2 separate regions of the Zea mays genome follow, and region 1 is linked to region 2. Evidence: chromatin contacts called from public Hi-C data. All regions are on one chromosome and are shown on one strand. Each heading gives the region's core, a stretch centred on a gene start, on an enhancer-like site or on the middle of the called end of the contact. The rest is flanking DNA. Distances are from core to core; before and after follow the strand shown.

Region 1 (6,538 bases), core at 755-3,254, 88 kb after region 2:
GAAAAATGTTTTAGTTAAAGATGTGATGAATGAAAATATAACCAAATTATGCTTTCGTCAAGTTATTGTTGGTGTAAAACATGTGGAGTTGCATAATTTGTCAAATTTATTGGGAACTTTTCCTCTGGGCCAAACTAGAGACAAATTTCTTTGGGAGCCATAAAGATGGACTTTTCTCGGTTTGATCAATGGACTTTCTTCTAATGGATACCCCCTTAAATCTTAATAGGTTGCTTTGGAAGCTAAAACTCTCTCTTAAAATTTAAATTTTCTTGTGGTACTTAGGAAAGAACATTATTTTCACTAAAGGTAACCTAACTAAGCGCAGGTGAAAATGTAGTATGAAATGCAACTTTTGTGATCAAATTGAGAATATTCAGCGTCTTTTCTTTGATTATTACTTTGCTAGAAATATTTGGAGAATCATTAACTTTACTCTACAGATAGAGAGACCTATTAGTATTAATCATTTAATTAGAAATTGGTATGCTAACAAGGGAACCATACATAGAAAAAGACTCTTAATTGGGATGTCGGCAATGTTTTGGGTCATTTAGCTTTATCGTAATGATGTGGCTCTTTTTTCTAATGATGTCGATAAATGAAGAAGACTATAAAATATTACTCTTTTCGTCCACAAAAGTTAGCTGTTCTTATATTTCGAGGAGTCAATCATTTTTAATTTTAACCATATTTATATAAGAAAATATTTATATTTATATTACAAAATTTGTATATATTTTTGTAGTAAAATTATTTGAAGATATAAATGTTATTAATATATTATATAAATATAGTAAAACTTAGAAAAGTTTAATCGAGCGATAAGGATGGAGGGAGTAGAACATTTTCTTGCTTCCATAATAAAAAAATGCGTGACGATGACGTGCTCCACCAGTTTGACCGAGGTTTCTCTGCTACTGCTGACATGAACTGTATGGGCTGGCACCTCAGGGCGCAGAGGCGGGCCCATGGTCCGGGTCCACGGAGTACACAGCAGCGCGGCGTCCGCTGCTCCAGATCGGCCCTGCGGAAAAAAATTTGCTGCAGCCCGGCGGTAAAGCAGGCTGTTTGCAGCCCTCACAAAAAAAGAATAGACCCTATCTATAGGTCCACAACAAATTTTTTTCCGGCCCTGCCGTCGTACTCGTACGTGCCATCGTCTCTATTTCCCGGACTACCTCCTTGGCACGTCCCGTCCCGTTCCGCACCTGCCTCCTGCCGGTCTGACGGCCTATCGCCTACAGCAACAGAAAAACAAGAAACAGCCATGGTGCGGGGGCAGATGCGGCAATTCTGAGCTCGGCACGCACGTGTCTTTAAAACGCCCTCGCTTCCTCCTCCGTCCGTTCTGCTCTTGCCCCCGCCACCGGCACGGGCCGGGGCCACGCTCGCCGCTCAACGCCGCCGCTGCAAGAGGCCGCGGGTGATTAGCCTTGAGATTAGCGGGTACCGCTTCACTGTTACGGGAGTACCGTTTTAATTGACGCCCGCCTGTCTCGAATATCGGCTGCTGCCAAAAGCGCGGGTTCGGGGTTCCTCCCCGTCGGGCTCGGGCGGCCTCGGCTCGCCTCGTGGCGCCGCTGGGCGCTAGCGGAGTGGAAGTGGATCGACCTGTTGCGGCCGAAGAGTGGGGAGGCAACAAAAGGGAAAGCTGCGCGGAGAGCTCGGGTACCGTGGCCGGATTAGTTAATGCCCGCGAGCAGCTAGTCGTAGGCGTAATTATTTTAAGGCAGTTGTCGCCTCTGGGGACTCGTGAAAGCTTCACCTCTTTTGAGAAGCTCCGCACCACGACCTCGTCCCGCCCGCAGCCCGCTCTTCCCCGCTCCACCTCCAGGCTTCCAGTCTCTCACTCTCCCGCGCCTCTTGCTGCTGCTGCTGGCGATAGGGATCCCAGCGCCTTCAAGTTCGGGTGGGCGGCTAGCGCGGCGCGTGTCGGCGAGCATATGGTGGGCATTGGGCGGGGGAAGGAGGAGGAGGAGCGGCAATAGATTTGTGGGCGCAGAGGCGGGGATGGGGGGCAACAAGTACTGCGCGGCGATGACGAAGAGGAGATGGAGGGGGCTGGCAGCGGCCGCGTGGGTGCTAGTCGCGGTGGCTTGCTCCGCGGTGATGCACTGGACCATGCGCCGGGAGAGCATGGACCGCGCCGAGGAGCGCCTCGTCAGCATGTGCGAGGAGAGGGCCAGGATGCTGCAGGAGCAGTTCGGGGTCACCGTCAACCACGTCCACGCGATCGCCATTCTCATCGCCACCTTCAACTACGATAAGTCCCCTTCCGCTATCGACCAGGTTCGTCACCATTCGCCCCCCTCTTCTCCGCCATTGCTCTTGTAGATTGCTATGCCACGGTATCAATTGGCAGTTGGTTTAGCAATAGCGGACCCCGAGATCCTACACATTGTTCTGTGGGTTGTCTCTTTTCTTTAAAGGAGCAAACAGAAAAAAAAGGGGAGAAATAGAGATATAGAGATGCGTTGTTGTTTGTTGACGCTTACCGTCGTTTAGCACGCCATGATTGCTGTGGTTGGCTGGGACAGGTGCTGTTCATAGTCTTGTGGAAAGAAAAAAAATGTCCATTCCTGCGGCGGTTAGGCGGGGATTTTTTAGGCTTATTGGAGACGTAGCTGAACTGAACTGTTGGGTTGGTGGCACATTGTTTGTTCATAGAGTGATTAGTGTGTTCGCTGCAAAACCATCTGGGGGTTACTTTGACATCCATTGGGGTGTGCTCTTTTGCCAACCTTTTGATTCCTTGTTTATTCTGAGAAAGGTCCCTGTCGCAGAGATTAAATTATGTTAGAAGCTGCTTTCTGCCTCTCTTTTCTTTTGCTTAGATTATTGATCCTCAAAGCCGTCCTTTCCTGCATCTACACTTCGTTTCTCTTCCCCCCCTTTTTTTTTGTCGATTTACCTATAGTTTAGGCGTGCAGTGTCATGGGCCCATGTTATTTGAAGACGTGCTCGTTTTTGCATACAATGACCAATCTTATTCGTTGCATCATTACTTTTGGTAAATCAACAAGATGTCTTCTTCTGATTCTTGCAATTTATAGCATATTATTGTCCAGTATTCTATTTTGGCTTAATAATTAATGTCCGACACAGGACACTTTTGCAAAATACACGGCAAGGACATCATTTGAGCGACCGCTACTCAATGGGGTGGCATATGCACAGCGTGTATTCCATCATGAGAGGGAAATGTTTGAAAGCCAGCAGGGATGGATTATGAATACAATGCAGCGGGAGCCTGCACCCCCGCAGGTTGAATATGCTCCAGTGATTTTCTCTCAGGATACTGTTTCCTACCTCGCACGCATTGACATGATGTCTGGAGAGGTATGGTTCTATTTGATCGATCTTAGTATTCATTGGGGTGTTTATGACCCTTTGATGTCTCTTTAGTGAAAGCAATCTATTTATTTACGATACAGGAGGACCGAGAAAACATTTTGCGGGCCAGGACTACTGGCAAAGCTGTGTTAACAAACCCATTTCGGTTGCTTGGATCAAACCACTTGGGAGTAGTTCTCACTTTTGCTGTGTACCGCCCTGATCTCCCCGCTGATGCATCAGTTGAGCAACGTGTGGAAGCAACTATTGGGTGAGATGTTCTAACTCACATCCTTTGTTGTTTTATTTTTAACCAAATATTCTAGCATTGTCGCCTTTAAGACTCATGTTTAACATGTGGGTATGAATAAAATTTTGTGCACTATTATTTGATCATGTAATATCTTGTCATCGTGTATCATGCCACATTTGTGGTTCACTGATCAATACTGAATTTAGGTTGACTATGATGACCTTAACATGTCTAGTAACAGGTGATAATAGAAACAATGTGTTTCTTTTTTAAAAAAGGTATAGCGTGCTTATGGCAGTTATGGCAGGCACATTTAGTAATAGATCATGCAGGTTATAATCATTGCAGCTTGTCTCAATTTAATCAAATGATACTCTATGCTTATCTAATTTTCAAGAGAATAATTTGCTGTGTGCTCCCAGATATCTTGGTGGAGCGTTTGATGTGGAGTCACTTGTGGAGAATTTGCTGAGCAAACTTGCTGGCAATCAGGATATTGTGGTGAATGTCTATGATGTCACAAATGCTTCAGAGGCTATGGTTTTGTATGGACCTTCTAGTTCGGATGAGCGCGTGCCTTTCTTGCATGTTAGCATGTTGGATTTTGGAGATCCGTTTAGGAGGCATGAAATGAGGTGCAGGTTGGTAGTCCTTATCTGTAAATCTTAATTTTCTTGGCTGCTTTTGTTTTCCACTAATGTTGTCAACCTGCAGGTATAGACAAAAGCTTCCTATGCAGTGGTCTGCCATAACCAATCCTTTGGGCACATTTGTCATATGGATGCTTCTGGGGTATAGCATTGCCGCTGCATATTCTCGATATGACAAAGTTACAGAAGATTGTAGAAAGATGGAAGAGCTAAAAACGCAGGCAGAAGCTGCTGATGTTGCAAAGTCTCAGGTTTGGCCTGTTCTTTAGCACTCTCATTTACTAGGCATTCTAGCATATGCATCATGTATGGCTTAGCTTATCTATGTTTGTCTCTCTTGCAGTTCCTGGCAACTGTGTCACATGAGATCAGAACACCTATGAATGGCGTCCTTGGTACTTATGCATTTATTTTGATATTACTTAATCTTCAGTTCCGTGGGCCTATCAATCTAATTTTTTTCCTTCTGGCGTAGGAATGCTGGATATGCTTTTAGGAACAGATCTAACTATGACACAGAAGGATTATGCTCAAACTGCTCAAATGTGTGGCAGAGCATTGATAACGTTGATAAATGATGTCCTTGATCGAGCAAAGATTGAAGCTGGAAAGTTAGAGCTTGAAGCGGTGCCTTTTGACCTGCGTTCTCTCATGGATGATGTTATTTCCTTATTTTCTTCAAAGTCACGGGAGAAGTGCATTGAGGTATGTTACTGTTAATGCTTGAAGTAGGAAATGATGTTGCCTGGGCCATCACTTGAATGGATATTGATTGCTTTTAGTCCTAGTTTTTGGCTGAGCAACTGACGAATAATGCAGTTTTGCCTGAACCAATCTGTCACTATACATTGTGGCATATACTTTTCCTGATCCTTTTCCTTCTTGCTGCAGCTTGCAGTATTTGTATGTGACAATGTTCCGAAGGATGTTCTTGGAGATCCTTGGAGGTTTCGGCAGATACTAACAAATTTGGTCGGCAATGCAGTCAAAGTAAGCAACCATTTATGGTATTTGGTATCCTCACACTACAACTTCGAATGATGTTGGTTAAGTCGTAGATAAGTCTGTCATCAAATACATTCAGAAAAATGCGCTGATATATTTATCGTGTGTTCCAGTTCACAGAACGGGGTCATGTATTTGTGCGGGTCTGTTTGGCTGATAACTCAAATATGGAAGCCGGTCAGGTCCTAAATGGAGCCATGAATGGGAAAGATGGTAGAGTTGATTCAACAACTAATGGTGCCTTCAATACTCTGAGTGGGTTTGAAGCAGCAGACAGACGAAATAGTTGGCAATATTTTAAGATGCTCCTCTCTGATAAGGAGTCCCTTTTGGATGATCTTGAGGGAACAAATTCTGATCAAAGTGATTCAGACCATGTCACACTAGCGATAAGTATTGAGGACACAGGTGTTGGGATACCATTGCAAGCACAAGATCGTGTTTTTACACCGTTTATGCAGGCTGATAGTTCAACTTCAAGGAATTATGGTGGTACTGGCATCGGTTTAAGCATTAGCAAGTGCCTAGCTGAACTTATGGGTGGGCAGATAAGTTTTGTCAGCCGTCCTTTTGTTGGAAGTACATTCACTTTCTCCACCACACTGAAGCGCTCATACAAAGATATTTCAGTTGATTCAAGTAGGAGCTTGTTAGAGGCACTACCAACTGCTTTTAAGGGAATGAAGGCCATCTTGATAGATGGGAGACCTGTACGTAGTGCTGTTACAAGATATCACCTCAAGAGGTTGGGAATAATTGTTCAAGTTGTGAACAATATGAGTGCAGTAGTAAAAGCTTTCCCTGGACAAAATGGAGCAACTGTTTCTAGGTGAGTGTTCTTAAGTTAGTTTATTAGATGCTGGAGATACAATTGGCTGAGCAGTGATTCACATTTCAGTACTTTCCCTCACATGGAGGCTCCCTCAACCGCAAGCCTTATATGTGAAATGGGAGCTCTGTTTTAAAGGCGACGTCTAGGCGCCCCAACACTCCTAGGCGTTCCCGTCGCGTAGCTAAATCAGCAAGAGGGCAGAGAGAAAGAAGGGGCGGCGCCGAATCAGGCCGCCGGCGGCCGATTCGGCCCCAGCGACAGCTGAATCAGGGCGGCGGCGGCCGAATCGGGGATGGCGGCAGCAAAATCATGAGTGGCGGCGGCTGAATCGTGTGAGGAGAGAAGGAAACCACGGCTGAAAAAGGGGAGGGGAGAAGGAAAGCAGCAGCTCAATCGAGGGGGGAGAGGGGGGAAACAGGGGGAGATATAGGCTGGCTTCTTTTTCTTCCTCCTCCATGCTGC
Region 2 (6,125 bases), core at 2,280-4,779:
GGGTGGGCGCGCCGTTTGTGCGGGCGGCCCCGACGGACACGCCGTGTGTCGGCGGTCCGGTTCAAACAATGGTATCAGAGCCAGTTTGGCCCAGTGCATTCTCAGACAAATCTCGGCTCACAATGTGTGAGGGGGAGATTGTTGGGAATAGTCCCACATTGTGTGGTGAGAGTGTGATAGCATGGTTTATATGGTTGAGGGTGCAACCCCTATAAGACTAGCTTTTTGGGGGGAGTGTTGGCCCAAGAGACCTAAAGCCCGCTGCTATACGTGTGGGTGCGTGTGTCGCGGTCCGATAGCCTGGGTGGGCGCGCCGTGTGTGCGGGCGGCCCGACGGACACGCCGTGTGTCGGCGGTCCGGTTCCAACAGACCAGGTTCGTTTCCCCCCTGACGATTACTGTAGTGCTGATAATGCTGCTGGCATCATCATCGTCGCCGGGATCGGCGGCGGCACGGCGGCTAGAAAGCGGTACATGCGCCGGCGACGCCACCTCCGCCGGCGACCCTCCCGTCATACAGTCCATCAAAAACCGGTACCTGCAGCGACTGAAGGCTGGTTCTGGTCCCTCCTGCGGGACTTTTAGCCCTCAGAATCCGACATGCCATCACGGCTGACTGAAGGCAAACGACAGGAGAAATCCATAACGGTTGGCGCCATCGATCAGTGTAGATGGACTTAACTAATAAAACAATATATGAACAACTAATAAGTTTGTGTTGTGGTATTTTCCATGTGATAATAATGATTACAATCTACAGTATGATATGATGCTTGGCTACTTCAGTGTTCTAAGTGTGCGAAATGTCTGTAGCGGCTGGTTGCCCTAACCCTCTTTCTTGATGTCTGCTGGTCAAGGGGTCGGGTTTTGTTTCAGTGTCAGTGTTCCGACTAGCGCATGATTGTTAAGTTGTATGAGTTTGTGCTAGTTTGGACCAGTTTGTAAAGTTTTTACTCTCTTCTAATATATTGAAATGACAAATCTTTTGTCTTTTCCTTTCAAAAAAAAGTGTGCGAAATGTATGGTTTTCATAATAAATAAAGGGGTTGGCTTGTTTTGTGATCTAGATCCTATATATGTTGCTCAGCTTAAATACATCTGTCTATTTTTCTTTTGCGAATCGCAATATAGCGTTTACAAAATCCTGAGATAAAATATACGACTGCGCTTAACTACTGATCATTATCTACCCAAGTTTTTCACGTTTCATGTATTCAGCGGTACCTGCAGCCGAAGCTAGATTGTTATTATCAATTGTTATGGGTTGATAAACGTGCAGTGGATCATATATGTTCAAGGAAATATACTACTGAAGCGTTTACAAAGTCAATTGTTATGGGTTGATAAACGTAGATCATATACCATAAATAAGAAATATAAAACCTCTATTCTATATGTTCAAGGAAATATATTCACGCTAATCTCAGTTTCACCGCATAACCGAAATGTCTATGATCCATAGCAGGCCAAATGCATATAATTGAACATCTATAACCAGATCGATGAGATCGAGGTCTAAAAGCGATAATTCGAGCTTCTGGAACATTTCCTATTTAATCTTATAAAAGCGCCAATTATAGCACCATGCCATCCGTTTGATTATTATCTATTTTTCTATACATATTTATGCAAACAAACGTACCATGTTTTAACAACTTCTGATGACATATATCTTATGATACTCGATGTTTTCACTTAGTGTCTGCCACATTTGAATTGTTCTGGTAGGGATAATGTTAAATTTAGTATTGTTCATCGAGACTGATTTGTAGGGTGCAATAAAAAAAACGAGGAATGTGAAGCCCCAACTTTTATGGTATCATTTGGGCAACATGTTATCGTAAGTAATGGGCAAGTTGTGTCCTTGATCACTCTTCTTTACCTAATAATGTTCCTGTTAATCACTGTGACATGATCAAGTTAATTTGATGGGACCTAATAGGCTACCCTAGTTTGGCTTACTTTACACCTTGCTTACCACTGAACTTTGGGGTAGTATCTACTATTGCTCTATGTGGTTTTGGATATAATGATATATATTATTCATGATCATGCTATTTACTGTCATTGGATTATTTATTGTTTATGATAAAATTATTGTGTTACTTGGAACATGGAGAACCACCTAGAAAAAACAGTGAGACGCCCTTGACTGACTAATTAAGAAAGTTAGTGGAGGGCTACCTTACCCGAAAGGAAAAAGGGCGGTAGAGGAGCTGCCGGTATATGGAGGTTATCGGGTTGATCGTTGCAATGGCTTTTCGGACGAGAGTGGAACTTCGTAGAGGCATCATAGTGGTACCCTGTCTCGCCTCCTCAGTAGAGGTGTATGGTATTGATGACCTCGTGGCAATTGGGTATCACGACTTTGTGGATAAAGATGTGCAACCTCTTCAGAGTGTAAAACTGGTATATCAGTCCATACTCACGGTCATGAGCGGCTCGGACCCTTACATGAGTAATTTATGAAATTAAACTTAATTTGTCATTTGTATTGTATTGTGGGATTTATTATTAATTGTGTTATCTTACTTTAATTGGTATGATATCTACTTATACTTAGTAACTGCTAATAAAATTATGATCAACTTATTAAAAGCAATGCTCAACATTAACCTCTATTGTTGATGAGCCTTACACTTCACATGAGCCCCCACCGTAAGTGAGCTCATGCACATTATTCCTCATAACTTGTTGAGCGATGATCGAATGTGAGCTCACTCTTGCTATACTCACCGCCCAAGGTCAAGAACAGGTACTGCAAGATAAGGAGCATAGAGGACGCTACGATGAGTTCGTTAGATGTTTAGGTCATCGTCTCCCAGTCAACTATGGTTGCAAAGTATCGTTGTCGTCATATGATGTAATTATTTAGTTATTTTGTACACGAACTCCTATTAAATAATAAAATATGTGACATTGTTTTCTATATCATGAGTAATCATATATGTAAGACTTAGATCCAAACACACATTTAGTTCGCGTCCGAGTTTGCCCTTAAATCCAGGTATGACTGAATATATTTTGTTTTACGTAGAAAACTCATATTCCTGGTATTTATTTATATGATCATTATAAAACTAGATTTTATTTAATATCTGTATGTAAACATTATATTCGACTGTGACATAGACTAAACTTTAATAGGGTAAAGAAGCGGGTACATAGCATGGTATACTATTAGATTTGCTAGCCTAAGTGTAGCAGTTGAATGGCTGCCGTGCGTGCAGTCGAGACGACTGTCTCCTGGCAACTTTGACTGAAGAGACTGGGATGAGGAGAAGCAATGGTTAGCGATCAAGGAATTCCTGAGAAAGAAGAGAAGCTGGAAGAAACTGGGCCGAAGAGACCTAGGCCTGGTTAGGGATCAAGGAATTCCTGCAACAATGGCTCATCGGCCAGAGGGCCCAAGTAAAAATGCTAAAATAGAAACTTCACGGGCGTGGCCTCACTATGAGGTCCTCGTAACGTACACACTGGAACACTGCATGCACTGCTCGTTCGGCACTTAGCAGGCCTGCAGCAGCGAAGCGAAGCGACCTCTTAACCCAGCCCCTAGTGGGCGGGCCGCGGGCGTAAGGCTGGCTGCATCTGCGCTCTCTCTGACTGCCCTGCCGTCCGTCTGGGTGGTAGGGCAGAGTCAATGCACACGCAGCCTGCGGCCCGTGTGTCGTCAACTTGATGGGGGGCAGCGGCTTCGGCTTGGGCCTGTGAGATTGTGACCCGACACAGCCCGACCGGGAAATCTTGCGTACGTATCGCAATACCAGACCAGCCACGGGCAGGACGAATGCGTACGCACATCCGGCACGGCCAGCGCCGCCGTTCGCGCGCCCGGGCGGTGTCTGTCCGCTTGTGATAGTGATAGGAAGGCGGCCGGGGCAACGAACTGAAGAAGATTTTTGTGCCGGTGGCGACTTGCGAAAGAGGCTCGGCAGACGGCATGCAGGGGCAGAGAGGGCCCTCTTTTAATCATCACCCACCCCTGGAGTCCGTCCGGCCTCCCACAGTCCCACCTCCATCTCCATGCACCTGCACAGGTCACATTGCTCGCGTCGCGTCCAAGACGCAAAAGCAGCGCGCGGGTGCCATCGGGACGGACGGGACTATGGAAGAGACTCAAATCAAATGGAGGTTATCGGAAAGAAACGAAAGTGTAAGGCTGCGCGAGAAGAAAAGATGGGAGATTCTTGGAGTATAGTACATGTAGGTAACACTTTGCGCGGAATTAGGAAATATTTAAACCTGAATGGCAGAGCGGCAAGTTGCCAGGCCTCGGAAACACAGAGTGTATTAGGTGTCCGTGCCGTTGCGACGGCATATAAATTGTTGAGAGAGATCTATGGCTACTCGTACAGTTCAATGACAGACTATCGTTGTTGTTAGGCACCATCATCCGGATAAGGATAGAAGTATCTAGGATAGAAATGAGCGTGAAGTTCTACACAAAACCGAACAGTGCTTTGGTGGCTCCCATCTTACAAAACACAATGGAGATCCTCTTGCATGGACGACAAAGATAACATTAAAAAAACTCCAAGATTGATTAAGCTAAAGTAAATGCTTAACATCCACAAACAAGTATTGTAGTGCAGTGCACTATAATACGCAAACACTTCACTGCTCACCTCCGCCTGCAGTTCACCGCATGCAAATTCATCCCCTATCAAAGAACGTGCTGAAGTAAAAAAAGTATCGTATGATTCATCATCGTTGACTGATCAGTTTTCATAACTACAGTGAAATTGTAGGCTCACGCCACACCATCTGTGATAGCATCATCGCTTGGTCATTCACACAAGTGGAAATTGGAATCGCGAGAGCAATAAAAATAGAAGTGAGCAGCCATCCATTTCATTGAAGGCTTCATTTTACCAACAAAATAGTGGTATGAACAGCTCGAAAACTAATTTAGAAACCTAAAATCTTGAACCACATAGTATTTCATACTTATCTTCTACAAGACTGTAATACCCATGAACACCACCAAGAGCGGGCAGAGACTTTGCCTGGATTTCAACAGCCGCCTCAATACCTATCGGCATAATTCGATCGTACGTCCCGGTGCCAGTAACCTTAGCAAGGTCCACCATGTGATGCTTAGCCATCTTCTTTGCATGCGGGTTGTTAATTCCCTTCCTCTCAGTGGCCACAAGTGTTGTTTCTTGGAATCAGAATGGGGAGGGGAGGGTAGTGCAGCTCGAAGCCCAAAAATAATCCTTAACTTATATTTATCATCGAGTATTTGTGATTCCTATCAGGAGTTGTTTAGGGTCAACAGAAGCTCAAGAAGGAAAATACAGTAAAGTGACCTTTACATGTAAGAAATGTTTTACCTTTGTAGAGTAATCAGCGAGATGCTTTCTTAATTATACAATTTCTTCTTCCCCTTTTGACCTTAACAGTAGTCCTATGTAGGACCTATCATTATTAGGAACAATGTATCATTGGTATGCAAAATTATAGATGACGCTGAACGAAAACTAATTTACCTACTTCTATGATATGTTTGAGTTCATCTCTGAAACTGGTAATAACCTAGAATCATAATCTCCATATTTTTTATGTTTGTAATGGATCATAATCTCTCTTGACTGTAAAACAAGGTAAAATCAAGAGTGAGAAAACTAACAAAAGTATCTCTGAAAACAAAAATACAGAGGAAATTTTTTATGCTTTACCTGTTTCTTAATTTCACCAATATCTTGCTTCTGCTGTGATGGTGGAGCAATTCAACACCAAGGATGACATCTCGTATTTTAGATTGTGTCAGTGCAGAAGTATTACATTGTTTTTCTTTGCATAATCAAATAGAATGAAGTCCCATAGTGCACATACGAAGCCAGAGGCTCCCCATCAGTAGGGTCGAAGTAAGGAATTAATTGAGACAAGCCTTTCTAGATAACTCTCACCACTGCAACAGGCCTAGGATTAGATTATCTAAAAAACAGACCTAATAAAAGCCTTCATGTTGTTGTAAATAGACCTCCCTTCACCAACTTCTGCAACTATAGTACTGAAGTTATCATCTGCAAGTACCATATATAAAGCTTCTTTGGAAACCTGAGACAAGTTGATTGGTTAAGGCGTCAGACACTCTTCTAATAGAAATAGGGAAAAACACG

What was found. Hi-C and Micro-C count contacts between places; a contact is called where the count stands out from the background.
Region 1: a contact with region 2 is called in a Hi-C map of bundle sheath, with 4 times the contacts expected there. The contact joins the promoter of LOC732761 here to the enhancer-like site in region 2. A contact is called at or near these places in 3 of 25 Hi-C or Micro-C datasets (bundle sheath, leaf and tassel) and 1 of 3 datasets of contacts at active chromatin or transcription factors (leaf).

The regions. Positions count from the first base shown.
Region 1 is chr4:172,456,023-172,462,560 of Zm-B73-REFERENCE-NAM-5.0, forward strand. LOC732761 (histidine kinase) reads left to right here and starts at 2,005. Exons shown (of 11, transcript NM_001112387.1): 1 at 2,005-2,292; 2 at 3,109-3,342; 3 at 3,438-3,607; 4 at 4,012-4,230; 5 at 4,304-4,490; 6 at 4,583-4,634; 7 at 4,715-4,944; 8 at 5,131-5,229; 9 at 5,358-6,073. The coding sequence starts at 2,014.
Region 2 is chr4:172,366,307-172,372,431 of Zm-B73-REFERENCE-NAM-5.0, forward strand. No RefSeq gene overlaps it. Among protein-coding and RNA genes, the nearest start is that of LOC100501623, 85 kb to the left of the region's middle. Within about 2 kb of position 3,530, at least 18 of the 20 cell types and tissues checked have an H3K27ac peak or open chromatin away from gene starts, as enhancers often do. A contact at or near this core is called in bundle sheath, leaf and tassel, where this site is marked.